Linked DNA regions of Sus scrofa: all the other regions are linked to region 1. Evidence: chromatin contacts called from public Hi-C and HiChIP or PLAC-seq data. All regions are on one chromosome and are shown on one strand. Each heading gives the region's core, a stretch centred on a gene start, on an enhancer-like site or on the middle of the called end of the contact. The rest is flanking DNA. Distances are from core to core; before and after follow the strand shown. Region 1 holds the start of LOC100624590 (ATP-dependent RNA helicase DDX3X). Region 2 holds the start of LOC100624329 (zinc finger X-chromosomal protein). Region 3 holds the start of EIF1AY (eukaryotic translation initiation factor 1A, Y-linked).

The links. Hi-C and Micro-C count contacts between places; a contact is called where the count stands out from the background. HiChIP or PLAC-seq counts read pairs in DNA pulled down with a chosen protein or histone mark.
Region 2: a Hi-C map of liver shows a contact between it and region 1, with 10 times the contacts expected there. The contact joins the promoter of LOC100624329 here to the promoter of LOC100624590 in region 1. A contact is called at or near these places in 2 of 47 Hi-C or Micro-C datasets (heart right ventricle and liver) and 2 of 2 datasets of contacts at active chromatin or transcription factors (alveolar macrophages and skeletal muscle).
Region 3: an H3K27ac HiChIP or PLAC-seq map of alveolar macrophages shows a contact between it and region 1. The contact joins the promoter of EIF1AY here to the promoter of LOC100624590 in region 1. A contact is called at or near these places in 2 of 2 datasets of contacts at active chromatin or transcription factors (alveolar macrophages and skeletal muscle).

The regions. Positions count from the first base shown.
Region 1 is chrY:9,169,170-9,172,139 of Sscrofa11.1, forward strand. LOC100624590 (ATP-dependent RNA helicase DDX3X) reads right to left here and starts at 1,459. Exons shown (of 17, transcript XM_013991065.2): 1 at 1,234-1,459. The coding sequence starts at 1,278.
Region 2 is chrY:9,872,652-9,875,621 of Sscrofa11.1, forward strand. LOC100624329 (zinc finger X-chromosomal protein) reads left to right here and starts at 1,397. Exons shown (of 7, transcript XM_013991057.2): 1 at 1,397-1,915.
Region 3 is chrY:9,702,927-9,705,896 of Sscrofa11.1, forward strand. It overlaps EIF1AY (eukaryotic translation initiation factor 1A, Y-linked), which reads right to left and starts at 1,487. Exons shown (of 7, transcript NM_001244349.1): 1 at 1,350-1,487. The coding sequence starts at 1,365.

The sequences.
Region 1 (2,970 bases), core at 209-2,708:
AAAGAAACTGAAATAAGCTGTTAAGATTCCAAACGACTGGAGTTTTTCTGGAGGCAACACAGCAGAAACGAAATGGAGATTTCCCAGAAATGGCAAGCAAGCCTGCAACTTAAGCCTTTTTTTCTTAGCTCACGTTATTCTCTACCCACTTCTCTACACCGTAAAAGAAAAGGAATATACTTGAAGAGAACAGGCTCTTGGCTTTGCGTTATTTCTATTTTTCGTCTCAGACACAACCAAATCAGTAATACCAAGCTAATCAAATCTGCGCTGCTCACCGATTCTTCTGGTTATTTTCCATCTGATCAACTTCAAAGTTAAACGCTTAATTTAAAAACACAACACAGAGTAACACCGCCAAAAAACGGCACGGTCGGGTTAACGGCCATTCAATGACTCTCTGAATTAAATATAGGAAATAAAGCAATTCCAGATTCCTAACCTCCCAGGAGTCTCCGTGCCTAAGTCCAACTTCATTATACGCAGACAGGAGTGGAGAGAAGCAAGCGGCGGCCATTCTTTTCCTCCCCAGTATCCCTTTCCGGCTCTTCTGCGTCACAAAACTTTCCACTCTGGTAACAAGGCCTAGTCAGGCGCAACACTGAACAGTGATAGCCCAGAGGCAGGTGGCCCGCGAGAGAAACAAGAAAACAAAGTTTCACTTTCTATAATCAAATCGCCAGCACGCACCCGGTGGCCTAGAACATAAACGGTTAGGCGTTCGGTGAAAGCACCCAAGTACAGCTAACCATGCAGACCGAACAAAGGAGGCCGCCGCCATTAGCCGGCCAGGAGGCCCTGCCCCGACTCCACTGCCACAGTCCACCTTTGGCGTAAAACCAACGACACCTGTGGGGTTGTAATCGGTGCTATACAGTGTGACCCAAATCGGTCGAGACGAAACATGGTCGCGGTACTCGCACGTGGGCGCACCTGCGAGAGGGCGCAAGCACACAAAAGACGCCATTGTACGCGGCCCGATATAATACTTTGGCTAGATATAAGCCTACCGAAAAGAGCTACGATCAAATTAGTGCTACCAACGGAAGTTTTCCCACTCCACCTCCACCTGGTCTGCATGTCTCTTTTCGTTTACCCACAGTGTACCCACCGGAACCAAAGGAACCCAGGATAAGACGTGAAGATGGCAAGTTAGTACTCCGCCATAGGCCCCGTTAAGCCAGAGAAAGGGTCGGTACAGACAGCCTACTAGACAGGAACATTTCGGCTTACCTGCTGGTCCAGACCAAGCGCATTTTCCACCACCACATGACTCATGCCTGAAGAGAAGCGAGAACTCCAAACTTCCCACTTCAGCGGCAGCGCATCCAGATATTAAACGCCACGCAACGGACCTACACTTCGCCAAAATACAGTTGGTCAGGCGGAAATATACCCGCTTCGACCGCGTTACGTCAGCACGTAACCCGAGCGTTTTCAACTCCCCCGCCCCCCGATCCCTTTAAGGCTACCGTTACTTCTGCCCGCCAGCTAGCGTTCGTTTAGTCATAATCTCGCGGGATCTTCTGATGTTGGGGGGACCCTTCCCCCAAACGCTCTCAGAATTCGGGAGAGCTCTCTTTCAACCCCCCCTACTCCAGGGTTTTGGAAGTTGGGGGGGCTAGCAAAAACTTGCAGAGTCCCACCTTCATCCAGTTTGCACGTTTTAACCTTATCGCGAATATCCCCCAATCTCCCCCGCCCTCCTAGTTTCCTATCTTCCTCTACCGCTCTTCCGTCCCATTCTCTTTAAGTTGGAAGAATTTGAAGTTTTGTAAAATGTCACGTTCTAACACGCCCTCCCCCACCTTTGGGGAAGTTTCCGCAAAGTCGTAACTAGTCAAAAAGCCCTGATTCCGAGAAGATGGAGGGTCACTTGACCCCAGGCGTCGGCCGCGTTGGCCATTTCGTAGAGCTATCAATGGTGACTTGAATAGTCTCAAGGTAGAGGCGAAAGAAGAGGTGGTCTGAAGGACTCTGTGGAAGGTGAATGAGAGGGGCAAAGCGGGGGTGGGGGAGGGGGAAAGGGAAGCGGAGGGGACTTGGCCAGAAACTCGAGTGCTCTCCGGTTTCCTGACGGCGAGTGTGCGCTTGTAGCTCCTGCAGTCGCGTCACGTGGTGAGGGAATAATGAAAAAATTATATAGTGAATGACGCGCCTCTCTGGGAACATTGCTTCGCCCCTCCCCCACACTTTAGGCGCCCATGCTGCCTTAGTCTTTGTTTTTCCCTAGTGGTCTCTGTCTGCTAACCCACTGGGAACTGCTGCTTCTTAAAAACCCCAGGCGACTCCCAGGGCCCGATGGACCCAGGACTGTTGGCGGAATCAGCCTGGGATACAAACTCAAGTGGTTGGACCTAGGCTGTTATACTTAGGCCACGGCCTGAGTGGGCAATTCAGGGAAGTGGGCCACTGCCTTGGGAGGAGTCTATTTTTGCGGCTGTCTTCTACGTCCCTTACTCCGATTTAGTGCCGTGGTTCGCTCAAATGAGAAAATATGTTGATTACTTGGTCCCTGGTTTTAAGTGAGGGACAGCTTATGTGTAGATCCGTTCCTCAGTGAAGACAGAGGTTAAATACTAGGATCGCCTACTTCTGGGATTCAACAAACTACAAGCTGCAGTCTCAAAACATTTACCACACAAAACAGTATTCTGCTTTTTCAGATTCAAAACGTTAACATTTACATGTGTTTAGAACAAGTTGCTTTGCCGCTTTGCCATTTCTGGATATAAGCCAAGTTACACATTTTTTAAGGCAAATATTTTGTCAACGCTTTTACCACTCTGAAATTAAATTGACAGATGATATAAATTAAATGCACAGATGCACAGTTTCTCCCTCACACGACCTAAGTCTAATACAAATAGAAGGAAAATAATGTATAATAAAATATCTAATATGTAAAAATCCCACACTGCCCCAGTGAGACCAGTCAAGTGCTTACCCCATGTGCCAAGAATACAAACA
Region 2 (2,970 bases), core at 147-2,646, 700 kb after region 1:
TGTCATAAGTTTTTCTGTGTCTACTGTATATTATGTATTGTCAATTTCCAGAGGCTCTTCTTAAAACATCACTATCTAAACTACTTCTCATCTTTGCAATGAGGAAATATCTTTTTATTATGTGGCCACTCTTTCCTAGTGCCTTATACGATGGTCTTACTAGCATATTTTGTAATCATGGGAGATCTAACAATAATACTGACATGGTGCTAGAGTTGTAAGGGTGATGTCAGGCCCATTCAATGTAGAGCACAATATAAAACAAGGCCTTAGAAAATATTTAAACATTTATTTTGAAATTACATTAATTATATTTGAGCTTAAGCTAGTTCTTTTTTACTTGAAAAGTATTTGTTTTATTCACCTCGTGAAATATATTCCAGCACAGACTTTTGTAATTTTCTATAAAGACATGTTGTCTTTTGTGATTTCTGAAAAAAAAAATCTAGTTACCTAGGAAAAAAAAAGCTGAAAATTGAGAGGAAGTTCTCATCAAGAGACTTCTCAGAGGTTATTTTTACTATACATTTATCTTTCCTTTTTAAAATAAAATCTCATTATATTTGATTATTTTATTTTTTGGCTTTTTAGGGCTGCACTCCCAGCATATGGAGGTTCCCAGGCTAGGGGTCTAATTGTAGCTACAGCGCTGGCCTATGCCACAGCAATACCACATCTGAGCTGAGTCTTCTAACCACGCCTCAGCTCACTGCAATGCCATATCCCCAACCCCCTGAGCAAGGCCAGGGATCAAACCTACAACCTCAGAGTTCCTAGTCAGATTGTTCCACTGTGCCACGATAGGAACTCCTATCTTTCCTTTTCTAAAGCATTTCATGATTTTAAGGTGTATGAAGGAAGAACACACATTCTGGGAGTTCTGATAGTGTGTATGATAGGAAACTAAAATATATTTGTCCTCTACATAAAAAGAGATTTGTATACCAGTATTGTATTGGTTCTCTTGCTCCCTTGCTCTCTTCTTTATATTTTGCCTAGGTCCACAGCTTGTGGAAATTTTAGTAGGAATGATGGAACCTGAACCACAGCAGTGAAAATCATGGGATCCTTAACTTGTCAAGCCACTAGTGAATTCCTTAGGTCTACAATTTTTGTATTCTTTGTAATTTAAACTGTCGTTTACTACTTAGTCATACTGAGAAAGTATAGCATGTCAGTTTCCAGATTAATGTAGATTTAAAGCCACTTTTTGCCTTTTAACTAGTATCTTTCAAAGGAAGTTTGGATCCCAAGTTCAGAATGGAGCATAGCATAGAAATTTAAAATAATGAAAGCACAAAATAATGTATTTTTGGAACTTATGTTAACTGTTTAATCAAATATATTTTCCTTTTTGTCTCTTAGACCTTTTTAACTTTTAAAGAACGGTTTATGCAGTTGCTAAAAAATAAAAAAAAATTCCCAATTCTATCTGTATATGCAGAAAAATCATTATTTATGAAATAAGTACACAAGACTTACCTTTCAGCGGGCTCCCAAATCCTCAAACACAAGCTACCTCTAATAGTCATTGTCCACCACTTTAATGTATTGCACCATTACGTTCAAAACAATTAAGGATTCCATTATTTAAAAAAAAATTAAAGTTCGTTGTAAAATAACTCTTCTTTTCCTCTCGCCCACAGCATCCTAGTGCAAGGTTATTTTCACTTTGTTTCAGATTTTTTTTTCTTTCTTCTTTAAATGAAGGCAGGTACGGAGGGGGTTACTAAAATTTCTTCTGCAGCTGCAGGGATGCAGAACACACATATACTGTAAGCAGAATTCTGACGGCTTGCAAATAACTCGAATAGGCACCTTGGTCAGGACCCGGCGCGGAGACCCACCAGGTGCAAACCGCCTCCCTCTCTGCGGGATCGACAGAACGCGGCCCCGCGCGGACTTTACGACCGAGGTAGCGGCAGTGGCGCGTGAGCGGCGGCAGCGGGCGGGAGCGGGGAGGAGGGGAAAAGAACGTTGTAACTCGGGCCGCCGGAGACCCCACCGCAGCGAGGCCAGTGGGCTTCTGGGTGGCGGGCCCTGCGCGCTTTCGGCACGAGGCGCCTCGGGATCCACGGGGCAGAGGAGGGGACCTATCTACCCTTCCGGATTTTCCTGGGTCTCTCTCCCGGGTGGTGACGTGACGTGCTGACGGCAGGCCCGTGCCGGGGAGCTGGGCCGTTTTTGTTAGCTCCGAGCTCGGCCCCTCCTCCCTCCCTCCGCCCGCCCCACCAGCCGGAGCCCGGCCCAACGCTCCAGAGAAAGGCCGGCTTGCAGCACCCGTCACCGTCGCTGACCGCCCGCACCCGGGTCTGGTGAGTCTGGGGTGCGGCCGCGGCCGTGAGGCCTGGTGCGAGCAGGGTGGCCTGATCTCGGCCTGGTGGGCGGCCTGCGTGGAGCCTTTCCGCGGTAGGCCGGGCGGTGTGGCGCGAGGCGCTGAGCAGGCCCCAAGGAGGCCGCAGTTAGGCCTGGGGAGGAGCCCGGGTGCCCCGAGCGGCGGCTGAGACAAGCTCAACAAACGGGCGGGGGTTGGGGGAGGGTCGCCCGGTGGCCTGAAAGGCGGCTAAGGGGTCTCGGGTTGGCGTAGCTGCCGGCCTGGGGCACCGAGCGGGGGTGAGGCCTGGCACATAGGCGAAGGCTGCAGGCGTAAGGTGAAGGCCGTAGGCCTGCCGGGCCGTTTTGCGCTATGTAAATATGAGCGAGCGGGGGAGGGACGGGGGACGACATGGCGGCGGACTTACGCCCGCTGCAGGGTACCATTGGGAGGGGTTGCCGGGAGGGGGAGCCGCCATCTTGAAGGCGGTGTCTGAAGAAAAAATTCCGCTACAACCCGTGAGGGGGTGTCGGAGAGGGGAAGGCGGCACCACTGGCGGATCTGGTGTGGGGCTCGTAGGCCGGGCGCGACATCCTGTGCGCGCGGAGGGGGGGGGGTGTTTCCTCCCCACAGTGGCCGTTACCCTCGCCGCCATC
Region 3 (2,970 bases), core at 237-2,736, 530 kb after region 1:
AGCAGATAAACATCAACCCCCTATCGTTTCTGACATTTCTGATTTAAAACTATTTCTTTATATAAAAATATACAGAGCAAAAATCCTATTACTGGAGATAGCACCATTAACATCTTATTGTCTAGGCTTTGCAGTTAAAACTGGATTCCATACATTCTCTTCTATAACTTATTTTAATCCCACTTTTCATTAAATGTCTTTTCACGTCAACTGAACCATACACTTAAATGAACATTTTAATAGAGTATATTTAACCACCTTATTTTGGTTACTTCTCATGTTTTAGTATTATTTTAAAATGTTGAATTTAAATTATTCTACAAACAACTTCCATAGGATAAATTTGCAGAAGTAGAGGTTCTGGGTTAAAAATTATGTACCTAGCACTTTATACTTCTGTCTACATTTATTTATACTACCATCAGCAAAGAAGGAATATTACCCTGTGTTCTGACACAAGCAAACCATGCTAAAGTATCAAAGCGGAGTTTCCTGCACACTGTGAAATGTGGTGGTATCCTAGAGATACGTTTACCTGTTTGCAGTTACAATTTTCTTGGAGGTATATAAAGACATTAAAAGAAAAAACACTCAAGTCTGTAAAAAAGGAGAATTTCTTTAAGGTATGATTGTCCAGGTGTTCTTCTTTACATAGCTTAGGCCGCACAATTTCCAAATTCCAAGTAAAATTATTCCGACATATGATAATATGTAGGCGCTTTGTTTCAGAACAAGGATAGGTAGATGTCTTTAGTTCAATAATCTATAAGAAAAGAGGCTGAAAACGTTCCTAAATGCGTAACATGTCTTCAAGCAAAGAATATAAAGCTTTGTGAAGGGCTTACTTTCCTTACTTTGTGAGTAAAGTACACCAATACAGATTACTTTAAACACGTATCAAGGTTTCACGCACCGTTTATAAAGGATTATGTTCAGTAATAGTGGATTATCCATAGAAAAAGTAAGAAAGAATATTTAATGGTCGCAAATGCTAGAATCACCTTTTAAGAAACTCTCCAAGAAAGTCACAGGAAGAGAAGACTTAGAGGCCAATACCAGGCGACCCAGGGAGTAAATCACACAGATTCGTGATGAGCCTCTCTAAAATGTGGCGTAAAGGAGGAACAAAGCCTACACTCTGTCTCGGATGCTCTCAAAAATTTGGCGTCAGTTCCATTATAATGCAACCAAAGGGACACAGAAGGCGGCTGAACTTTCCAGCCGCCGTCACGAGAAAGAGTCAAGCTGAGACCAGTCTAACACCGAAAGGATAAACTGTCACTGCCGCCGAGTGAAGGCGGAAGGGACACAGCAAGCAAAACCGTGGTTCTGGGAAACCAAAACGTTACCTTTATTCTTAGGCATGCCGGTAACCGCGGCCGCTCTGAGTTTAACAATGCGTTCAGGTGTTTGTGGCGCAGGTAAATACTCCTCTGAAATGTTGGGCGCAATTACAAACGTCTAACGCAAAACTCCTCTAATGTTCCAAGCTGGCACGTTTACCCGCAAGAACATGGCGGCCCAGACGGTTTCTCGACAGTTAACGACAGTCTGTCGTTACCAATCCGGCTCCGCGAGGAGCTCGGTCTTTCACCGCCCTACTGCGCATGCGTATTGGGAAAGCCTGTCGTTTATTGGAATACACACACTGGCGCTTCTTCCAACTAAGGACTTGTGAGTTCAAAAGAAAAGGAGTTTCGGATAGAGTGCACGGGCCTGATTGTCATGTTTAAAAACCGTTGGAGCTAACTCCTGTGTAGAAAACCGGTGGACTGCTTTGTAATAACTGCTGTCTCCTGACAATTTCTTGACTCCTTAACTTTTATGTCTCTTAACCGCTCTACTTTTTGGTGGAAATAAATTGCAGGATAATGATTCTACAAGAAATTTCTGCTTAATAGTTGAATATGGGTGGAGGACTAGTAAAGAAAGGCCGGGTTTAATCTCAAAGGACCTAAACAAAATGGAAGTACTTCAGATACAGAAAGTTCTTGAGCATCATTAGAGGTCCCACTACTTAAACTGTTTTAGTACTCTGAAACAGAGTATGTTTATGTTTGCTAACAATCTCTTTTCTAGTATCCTGGTTCTATGCATAAACTAGGTTCTATCAAAAACTAGGACTGATTTCACTTAATAAAAGAAGGGAAGCTTCCCACTTAGGGCTTTTAAAAAACAGTTAAAATCTGCTAAGGTGGAATCAATATCTGAAGGAATAACAATTTGTTTGTTTAAAAAAATCTGATGTTGATTATAATAGTCATAAGATCTTTATCAAATTTCTTGTGCAAGTCTCAATTTTCTTTCAATCAACAAGCTTTCAAAAAGTCCTGATGAAGTGACCTAGCAGTTATCCAAGCCTAATCATATAACTTAGTGACCATGTCCTCCAAGTTATAACTCTAGAGACTTTTAAGACAGCATTCATGAATTAACATTGATAGAGCTGAGGCAGAAGATGGATGAGCTGAGAGTAGGTATCTATAACCAGCCACCTGCTTGTACTTTGTGATTGAGGTAACATCACGAACAAGGTAAATAACCAGATTTTTTCCTCTGTAAACACTTTAAACAGTAAGGGACAGAGAAGGGTAGTTCCCTTCATGGTTTACCAGTTAACCAACCAACTAGGATCCATGAGGATGTTGGTTCAATCCCTAGCCTTGCTCAGTGAATTAAGGATCCAGCATTGCTCTGAGCTGTGGTGTATACAGACACTGCTCAGATCCTGCGTTACTGTGGCTGTTGCTGGGACTGTTGCTGTAGGTCCAATTGGACCCCTGGCTGGGAACCTCCGTATGCGTACATTTTGGCCTTAAAAAAAGCAAAAGAGAAAGAGAAAAAATAAGACAGGGGGACCCAGCCTGTTTAGGCAAAGGATCAAGAGGTCACATACTTCCCATCCTCAGGGTGAGGAAAACCCAACACCACCATTCATAAAAAAACTTCCTGGGGTCAAAAAGTGAGAGG